Linked DNA regions of Sorghum bicolor: region 2 is linked to region 1. A link is a contact called in public HiCAR-type data. All regions are on one chromosome and are shown on one strand. Each heading gives the region's core, a stretch centred on a gene start, on an enhancer-like site or on the middle of the called end of the contact. The rest is flanking DNA. Distances are from core to core; before and after follow the strand shown. Region 1 has its middle 38 kb from the start of LOC110437120. Region 2 has its middle 13 kb from the start of LOC8073257.

Region 1 (4,228 bases), core at 149-2,648:
TGGGAGTTTCATGACACAGTTTTCAACACATCAATATTTTGGAAACAGTGCATAGAAGTTTTATGAGGATGAAACTCTCTCTACTCCCATGAAACTCTTATCATCTCTCTCTTCATTAATATAGCGCCACATCAGCATATTTAATATGCATGAAACTCTAATGAAACCCCATTGAAACTGGCCTTACAGTAGTTTTTCCTGACGTTCACATCTGGTCGCTATATAGGAGCAAGTATTATAGCAGGCTGTAAGCCAGCTAAATGCTGAGGTGGAGGAGAGAGAAGAGAAGAGAGAGTAAAAGCGGGCTGTAAGCTTACAACCGACTCAGACACAAAAACCAAGAAAATATATGAGACAGACAAGTGGGCCATATATTAATAGTGATGAGCTAACCATTATATGAGTGGGCTGCAAGAAGGCTGTAAAGAAATCTTACAGCCAGCAGCTGGCTGTATTATAATACTTGCTCTAGTACTGCACTGTTGGTAGTACCTACGAGCACGACATGGGAACCCTTGAATGTAAAATTGACTTTACTTTTGGTGGCCTGGAAAAGTTGCTCTTCTTTTGGGATGCTTCTCATGTTTGGCAGCCGCAGGTCCGTCACCTTCTTCAAAGCTTAACCACAGGACGGTGTGCGTTCCACTAAATGAGTTCCCACAACGTACACTGTACATGACAAGGATGAGCAAACCACGCATTTAGATACACCGACTAGATGTGGTGTGTGTGTGTGTGGTGGTTTCTTCTAATTATTAAACAAATTAAAATTGCGTGAACAGCATTAGCGGAACCCGAATTAATATCTGATGGTGATCATCGTCGACTCCCCGAAGTTATATTCTGAAGTCATATGTTTGACACAGCTTAGGTCATGTTTGGTTCCAAGTGTTTTTTTATAACCATCACATCGAATATTTAGAGACATACATAAAGTACTAAATATATATTATTTATAAAACTAAAATAACAGCTAGTGGATAATTTGCGAGACAAACCTTTTAAGTCTAATTAATCCATAGTTGGATACTAATTATCAAATAAAACGAAAATATTACAGTGCCTGTCGAGGGAGAACATCACCGATATTGTAATTATTTAAGACCGCGGAAACTTAGTTTGTCGAGCACCTTTTAATTTTGGAGATAAGCTTGTGAAGCAGAGGAATTGGCACCCATGAAAATGAACACTCTCGTCTTCTTAACCACAATCCGGTTCTGAGGTCTGAGCTGAGCTCCCTCCTAATCAAGTAATCAGCCAGCTTTGTGTGACTGAAAATCAGTGCCCTGGTCCTAGGTTTGCTTGGTGCCGATATTTTTCACACAGGCAGGCAGGCAAGGCAAGGGAGGAGGGTGGGCCATAGGCGGGCCCAGCAAAATTTATGCCCGGAGGCCGGGGCCGGGGTCCGGGGAGTCGTTTGCGTCTGGGAAAGTGGTGATGGGCCTGGATGTGGATGCATTGATGGAGGTGGGTTGGAAACAAACGAGGAAGAGCTGATTTGGAAAACCGCGGCAGCGAATCAAAGCGTTTTCGGTTTCAGCCTTGTGCTCCCTCATCAATCAATTCATAGCAAATAGTCTCAACATCCGGTACTCCGTCCGTTTCTCTCGGCAACGAGAATTATTTATGAACAGGTACAATCATTTGCTAGTAAAGTAGCAGCTTTTTTCCGCTTCTGAAATGAAACGAGAGGGGACTGTACAACCGATATATTTATGGTATTCTTGTTTTGGTGGAACTTGTTTATATTAAATATTTTTATTACTAAACATAAAACCACATATTCTCCTATATATATATAACTAAAAAGAACAAAAGTAAGTAAGATCATCAGATGATACAAAATAATTTTTTGGGTCGCCTCCACGTCCCCGTGCGATCCCACAACCTGTGCTTAGGAGGTGGAAGGTTATAAAAATAAATAAAGAATAAGTAAGGATTTCTGATGCAAATGTACAACAGAGAAATAATATATAAATGTGAAGTTGGAAGGGTGTAAAAGAATTAAAGAATAAGAAAGGATTTCTGATGTAAAATTATAGCTCTGCTTAGGAGGTGGAAGGGTGTAAAAAGAAATAAAAAATAAGTAAGGATTTCTGATGTAAATGTACAAAAGAGATAGAATATATAAACCTGAAGTGGAAAGGTGTAAAAGAAAATTAAAGAATAAGAAAGAATTTCTGATGTAAAATTATAGCTTTTTTTTTTCGATCCTGCGAGTCCCTGATGCGCACCTAATCAAACGCCACCCGGAGAAAAATAGAAAGAATTGATTCCTGGGAGTTAAACACGTGAGCAAGAAAAGGAAAGGAGCCTCTATGTGGTGGCCGGCGCCAACTACCTGGAGGTGGAGTCTGTGGCCATTACCGAGGATGAGGTCGAGGGGCTAGCATAGAATGGAGAAAAGAAGGCAATAACGGTGCCGGGGTCGAGCCTGATGCTCTCGTGGATGAGCCGAGAGAAGAGGAAACAAAAGGGAAAAGAAAAGAAAATGAATAGCATTCTGATAGGTGGGTCCCACATAACTAGCAGAAGGTGTTGGTGATCTCCTTTAATAATAAAAAATAGTATTATTATTTTGTCAGGGATGACTTATTAGTGAGCTGCTGGAGTTACTCTTGTACGAAGATAAATCAGCATGGTGGCAGAGAAACTACTACTCCTACTTAGGCGTTGTTTAAATTAGTTTTAGATTCTTAAAAATCAGTTTTTGCCTCTATTTCTGAAATCTGGATTCTGAGCAATAACTGATGTGGATGTTTGATCCTAATTTTTAAGAATCTAACTTCATTCATTGCTCTGTGCGTTATAGAAATGGGTAAAAACTGGGTAACAATAGCTTTCTAAGTTTTTAAGAATCTGGTAAAATTTGACAGCAAAATCCCACCTAGTTTAAAAAATCAGATTCTTAAAAAACTGAAAAAAAACTAGAGGGATCCAAAGGGCATCACCATCAATTTTTGGGACAGCTGGGAAGCAGCAGCAGGCGAGTGAGTGAATGCATAAAGCGACCCATTGAAAAGGTGCCAAGGGCAAGAGGACAAGCGGCCCATCTCCATCTCCGTCACAGATGGAAGATCGGAGGGCCCTGATTAATGGTTCTATTAATGAGGGGGGTCAATAGTGATGATGGTCTATCTAATCTATCCTATCCATCTCTTTGCTACTATACACACATTACGTACTACACAATTGCTGATAGATGTTGGTGCTGTACTTGATGATTAGACTTCATATTAGGCCCTAGCTAGGTAGGTTCTATTAATGAGGGGGGTCAATAGTGATGATGGTCTATCTAATCTATCCTATCCATCTCTTTGCTACTATACACACATTACGTACTACACAATTGCTGATAGATGTTGGTGCTGTACTTGATGATTAGACTTCATATTAGGCCCTAGCTAGGTAATCAGAACATAAGCGGGCGCCACCAATATACGTACTCTCTCCGTCCCCGAAAGAATCAATTCCTAGGATGCGTGCCAGTCAAACTTTTTAAAATTTGACTAATTTTATAGAAAAGAGTAACAACATCTATAATATAAAATACACATTATATGAAAATATATTCTATGATGAATCTAATAATACTAATTTGATACTATAAATCTTGCATTTTTTTCTAGAACTTTGGTCAAAGTTTAAAAAATTTGACTTAGGACAACTCTAGAAATTGACTCTTTCGTGAACGGAGTGAGTAATTGTCTACATTAGTGGTCGAACCTAAAATCTTTCCACCATTGAAACCTAAGTATCATGCATTGCATGGGTGACTGCTAAAAGTTTCCACTATTTGTTAATAATATTGCTTTGCATTAACTCTGAACTAGAATACAAACTTTGGTTTCAGTTCTTTTTTTTTGAGAATTATTTTGTGGTGCTCACCTATGAGGCCCACAGGAATGTGGCCCGTAATATCACTGGTTGGGCAATTCTTGGCCCCGTTGAGCCTTGGGTCATTTTACCTAGATAGTCTGGCCCCCTCTGACAAAACCACAGGCCCAATAAAAGGCTAAAACGAAAGAGGAGCGATCTATCTAGGAGTACTATTTGCAATTGACAATAGGCATGTCATGGACATATGTACGAAGCCTTCTAGATCATATATACTGTTCTTTTTGACAACATCACATAATTTACATTATCACAACAGCCATATTACAAAGAGGTCCTCCAAAGAAGACGAAAATATAACAAAGTCCAAAATCTGAAAAGGGAAGACACT
Region 2 (4,026 bases), core at 715-3,214, 87 kb before region 1:
AATAGGAGTTGCAGCAGTACAGACAATAATGGTCTCTTGATACCTCACAAGTGACAGAATTTACAGCATGCTAATTTATATACAATAAAAATATCGCAACTGACTTTTTTGAAAAAATAAAATAAAAAAATCTCACAAATAAAGTGTTTAAAGTCAACGGTAGAGATGAAATAAAAATGAAGTAGACCTAAAGGTAAATTCTCAGAAAAGCAACGGGATTATATTCGTGCTCATTGCAAAGGCGGACCAGACACCTAACCGGTTGGATCACCAATAGCTAGCCAGCAAGGGATTCTTCTTGTACACATGAATGAAAAAGATGAGAAATCCAAAATATGCCGGCCACCACACTTTCACACTTGTGGATGCACATCCATCCATGGATGCCCACTCTCCTAGCTAGCTCAGGGAATAAGTCCTCGGTGTTAATAGGAGGTGAATACAACCATTTGTTGTTCAATATTACTTACAAGAAATGAGGTTGTTTTTGACAAGTGCTAATCTTAATTTTTTTTGTAGGCGCTATTGAAAGGAACACATTGGTTATGTCAACGAGCGCAGTTAATTACATAGATGTAAAGACAACAAAGAACACATCTTTCAAATTCATTGAGCACTAGAGACATGCTCTTTGTCTTGTTTGGATGGCCACAATATTAATTGGAGCTTTGAGATGGACACTTTTTACTTCTTATTATCTTTGGTATGATTCTCTTGGTCTCAAGAGATGAAGTTGGGCTTGTCTCCTTTCTCTAAAAAAATAGTGAAAATCTAAAGATGATAGAATTTGAGTCGTTGAAGGTGGGTTGTGCACCCAAGAGCGATAAATTTAGGTTTATTTTTAGGTTAACAATAAGATATAGCGATTGTGTAATGGACACCTCAAAATCAACAATATTTTCAACACAATGTGTTAAAATATTTGCGTATTATTGAAAATGATGAAAAGCTCAGCCAAGATAGAGTGCAAGGCTACTGTGCATAAGCCTAAAAGATCGTGCCTTCTACGATTTTTTTGACCAAAAAAGACTAGGGGGAGATCCCATACTGTGAGAATTTTTATATTAATTAGGGGGTTTGTCTTTGTTGTGGTCGTTTGCTTGCTCATGTTGTTAGTAGATTTGCCTTAGTTAGTTTTTATATTTGTTCTACTGCTCTTGTTTTGTGTTACTCTAAAGTCGTTGTTTGTTCAGCCTGGACCTTCTTATCAATATAATTGGCAGCACTACCAATTGATTCACTTCAATAAGTAACTTCAGGTAAACTTAAGTATTATTACTCCTTTTCCTTCAAAATGTCTATTCGACAATTAAGATAGACAAGCCTAGTAGCTAGCAATAAATCCAGTAACCCAAGCGTCCATTTGGATCCTTTCATTAGGGCTAAATTTGAATCTACTTCATGAACTAGGCTATTTAACTTATGTTCCACCACTTTTTATAAATCTTAAGTATAAATCTGTGTCAAATTCAAAAGGTAAGAAATGAAAATAGAAATAGTAAGAAACAGAAAGTGAGATTCGCCGCCCGATCTCCTTCACTCGTCTCTGTCTCTCTCTCGAGTCACCACACTAAAGGCTTCTTGTGGGGATCCTCATGTTCGTCAAGCTTTCACCCGCGGCAAGGAACATGATTCTTAATTCTTAAAACTGGATCGGATACGAACAGATATGATTGATATTATATTTGTTTTCATATTTCTGGTCGAATTCGGATTCGAATACGGATAATATCAACCATATCGGATAAGATAGGATTAGATGTCGACATCATAAATATATGATTTAAATATTCAAATACGGATACGAAATCGGATGCCTCTAAATAAATTCAGCCACGAATACAGTCGGAAAATATCTTTACCGTTTTCATGTCATGCGCAAAGACGATGTATGGAACCCGATCCATTCTTCCACTCCCACCAGGGGTGAAAAAAGTTGCATTTTTGCTATTGCTGCAAGCATCGTCTGGTCGTCCTCACTTTTCACCCAACCAACCATGGCATGCACATTGGCAGCAGTATGGCACAGCACCAGCAGGAAGCAGCCTTTTGATAGACTTTTTGGAAAGGAGGATCGTGATGAGGCCGAAAAGAGGCGGTCGACCATCATGGCATCTGATCTGACTTGACCCCATGGCTTTTTCAGCCCTCCTCCCCATAATTGCCATTGCGTGGCAATGGGAGTCCGAAGGAGAATCCTGCCCGGACCCGGGTACGAACGTCCGTGGGTCTCTCTGGTCTTAAGATCTCATCATGCTTGGGTTGCTGCTGTGCTGTCAACAAAGGCAGGCAGGCAGGCAGGCAGGCAGCTATAGTAGTGCCTACTAGACCTCCGTCCCTAAATGTTTTGGCTCCTAAGAAACAACTTTAACTAAACATATATTAAAAAATAATAATATTTAGATATATAATTTGTAGTATTGAATAGATATTTAATGCAGTTTTTTTATAAATTTATTTAAAGATAAAAATATTGTACGTATTTTCTATACTCAAGTCAAAGTTATCGATAGGTAAATCGTGACAACAAATATTCAAATATTTAGGAAAGGAGTAATTCTTTTCATGCATCTAAGGTTTTGTCAAGTTGGTGAAAATTTTTCGCTTTGGTGACAGTAGCATTTTTTTTGTATTTGGTAATTATTGTCCAATCATGAATTAACTAAACTTAAAAGATTTGTTTCGTAAATTACAGTCAAACTATGTAATTAATTATTTTTAAACTATATTTAGTGTTCTATACATGTGCTGTAAGATTTGATGTGACGATGAATTTAGAAAAAAATTTAGAACTATAAACAAGGCCTAATCCATCAGGATTGGAATGCAGAAGGGATCAGGTACCTTTTCTTTTCTTTTTGAGCCTAGGATCTTTTTTTTCTTTTTGAGGCCCTGTTTAGTTCTCTACCAAAAAAATTTTTATTCATCCCATCGAATCTTTGACACATGCATGGAACATTAAATGTAGATAAAAAATAAACTAATTATACAGTTTAGTTGAAAATCACGAGACGAATCTTTTAAGCCTAGTTACTCCATGATTAGCCTTAAGTGCTACAGTAACCCACATATGCTAATGATAGATTAATTATGCTTAATAGATTTGTCTTGTAGTTTTCTGACGAGCTATGTAATTTATTTTTTTTATTAGTTTCTAAAAATCTCTCCCGACGTCCTTTCGACATATCCGATGTGACACTAAAAAAAAATTCATCTCTAATTTAAACAGGGTCTGAGTCTAGGATCAGGCACCTTTCTGCCTTTATGAACGGGTCACTTTTGCTCTGACTGAAACCCCATGCTATTGCTACTTGCTAGCTGTTCTCTGATGGGATCGGATAGGGTTGAGGAGGGGATTCGACAAGCTGCATGATGTACGCGGCGATCTATCATGCTCGATCCATCCTTGTTCTTTCCTTCCCACTGCTCGTAGCATTGATCTGTTATCCCCAAAACGAAAATTAATTCCAGATTCAACTAAAAGACACACAGGGAATAATGAAAAATTCACTATATATATCAAGGCATAACGACAGTAGTACTATTCTTTAGCAAAAGATGAATTGATAAAAAGGAAAAGGAAAAAGGTGTGGTATGGGAGGAACTGAGCATGCATGTTTCCTGCAAGAGATCGACAAGAGTGTGTACAAATAATGAGATGACAGATTTGTAGTGACATGGTCGTCGCATCTGCGAGCAGTGGGGTTTTCTTTTGTTTGACAAATTAAAAAAGCTGGCTGGCTCCCTGTGGAGAGATGGAATCCACGGCCACAAGCAAACCTTGGTCAAGCGTCTCCTGATTGCACACTGACCTTTTTAGCTCGGTTTTCTCATCCAGTTTCGTATCATCTTGCGCAACTTTCAAGTTAGGCGTTGTGTTCGCAAAATTTTTTGGCTTTATCTATTGTAATACTTACATTTATATTTAATAATTATTCAATACTTACATTTATATTTAATAATTATTATCCAATCACAGACTAAGGGTCTGTTTGGTTGAGTGTGGTAAAGTTTACCGTTCATCAC

The links. HiCAR-type assays count read pairs that join an accessible place to other places.
Region 2: a HiCAR-type map of leaf shows a contact between it and region 1, with 4 times the contacts expected there. The contact joins two enhancer-like sites. A contact is called at or near these places in 2 of 4 Hi-C or Micro-C datasets (leaf and leaf mesophyll) and 1 of 1 datasets of contacts at active chromatin or transcription factors (leaf).

Annotation. Positions count from the first base shown.
Region 1 is chr7:14,383,796-14,388,023 of Sorghum_bicolor_NCBIv3, reverse strand. No RefSeq gene overlaps it. Among protein-coding and RNA genes, the nearest start is that of LOC110437120, 38 kb to the right of the region's middle. Within about 2 kb of position 1,398, at least 5 of the 5 cell types and tissues checked have open chromatin away from gene starts, as enhancers often do. A contact at or near this core is called in leaf, where this site is marked.
Region 2 is chr7:14,471,684-14,475,709 of Sorghum_bicolor_NCBIv3, reverse strand. No RefSeq gene overlaps it. Among protein-coding and RNA genes, the nearest start is that of LOC8073257, 13 kb to the left of the region's middle. Within about 2 kb of position 1,964, at least 5 of the 5 cell types and tissues checked have open chromatin away from gene starts, as enhancers often do. A contact at or near this core is called in leaf, where this site is marked.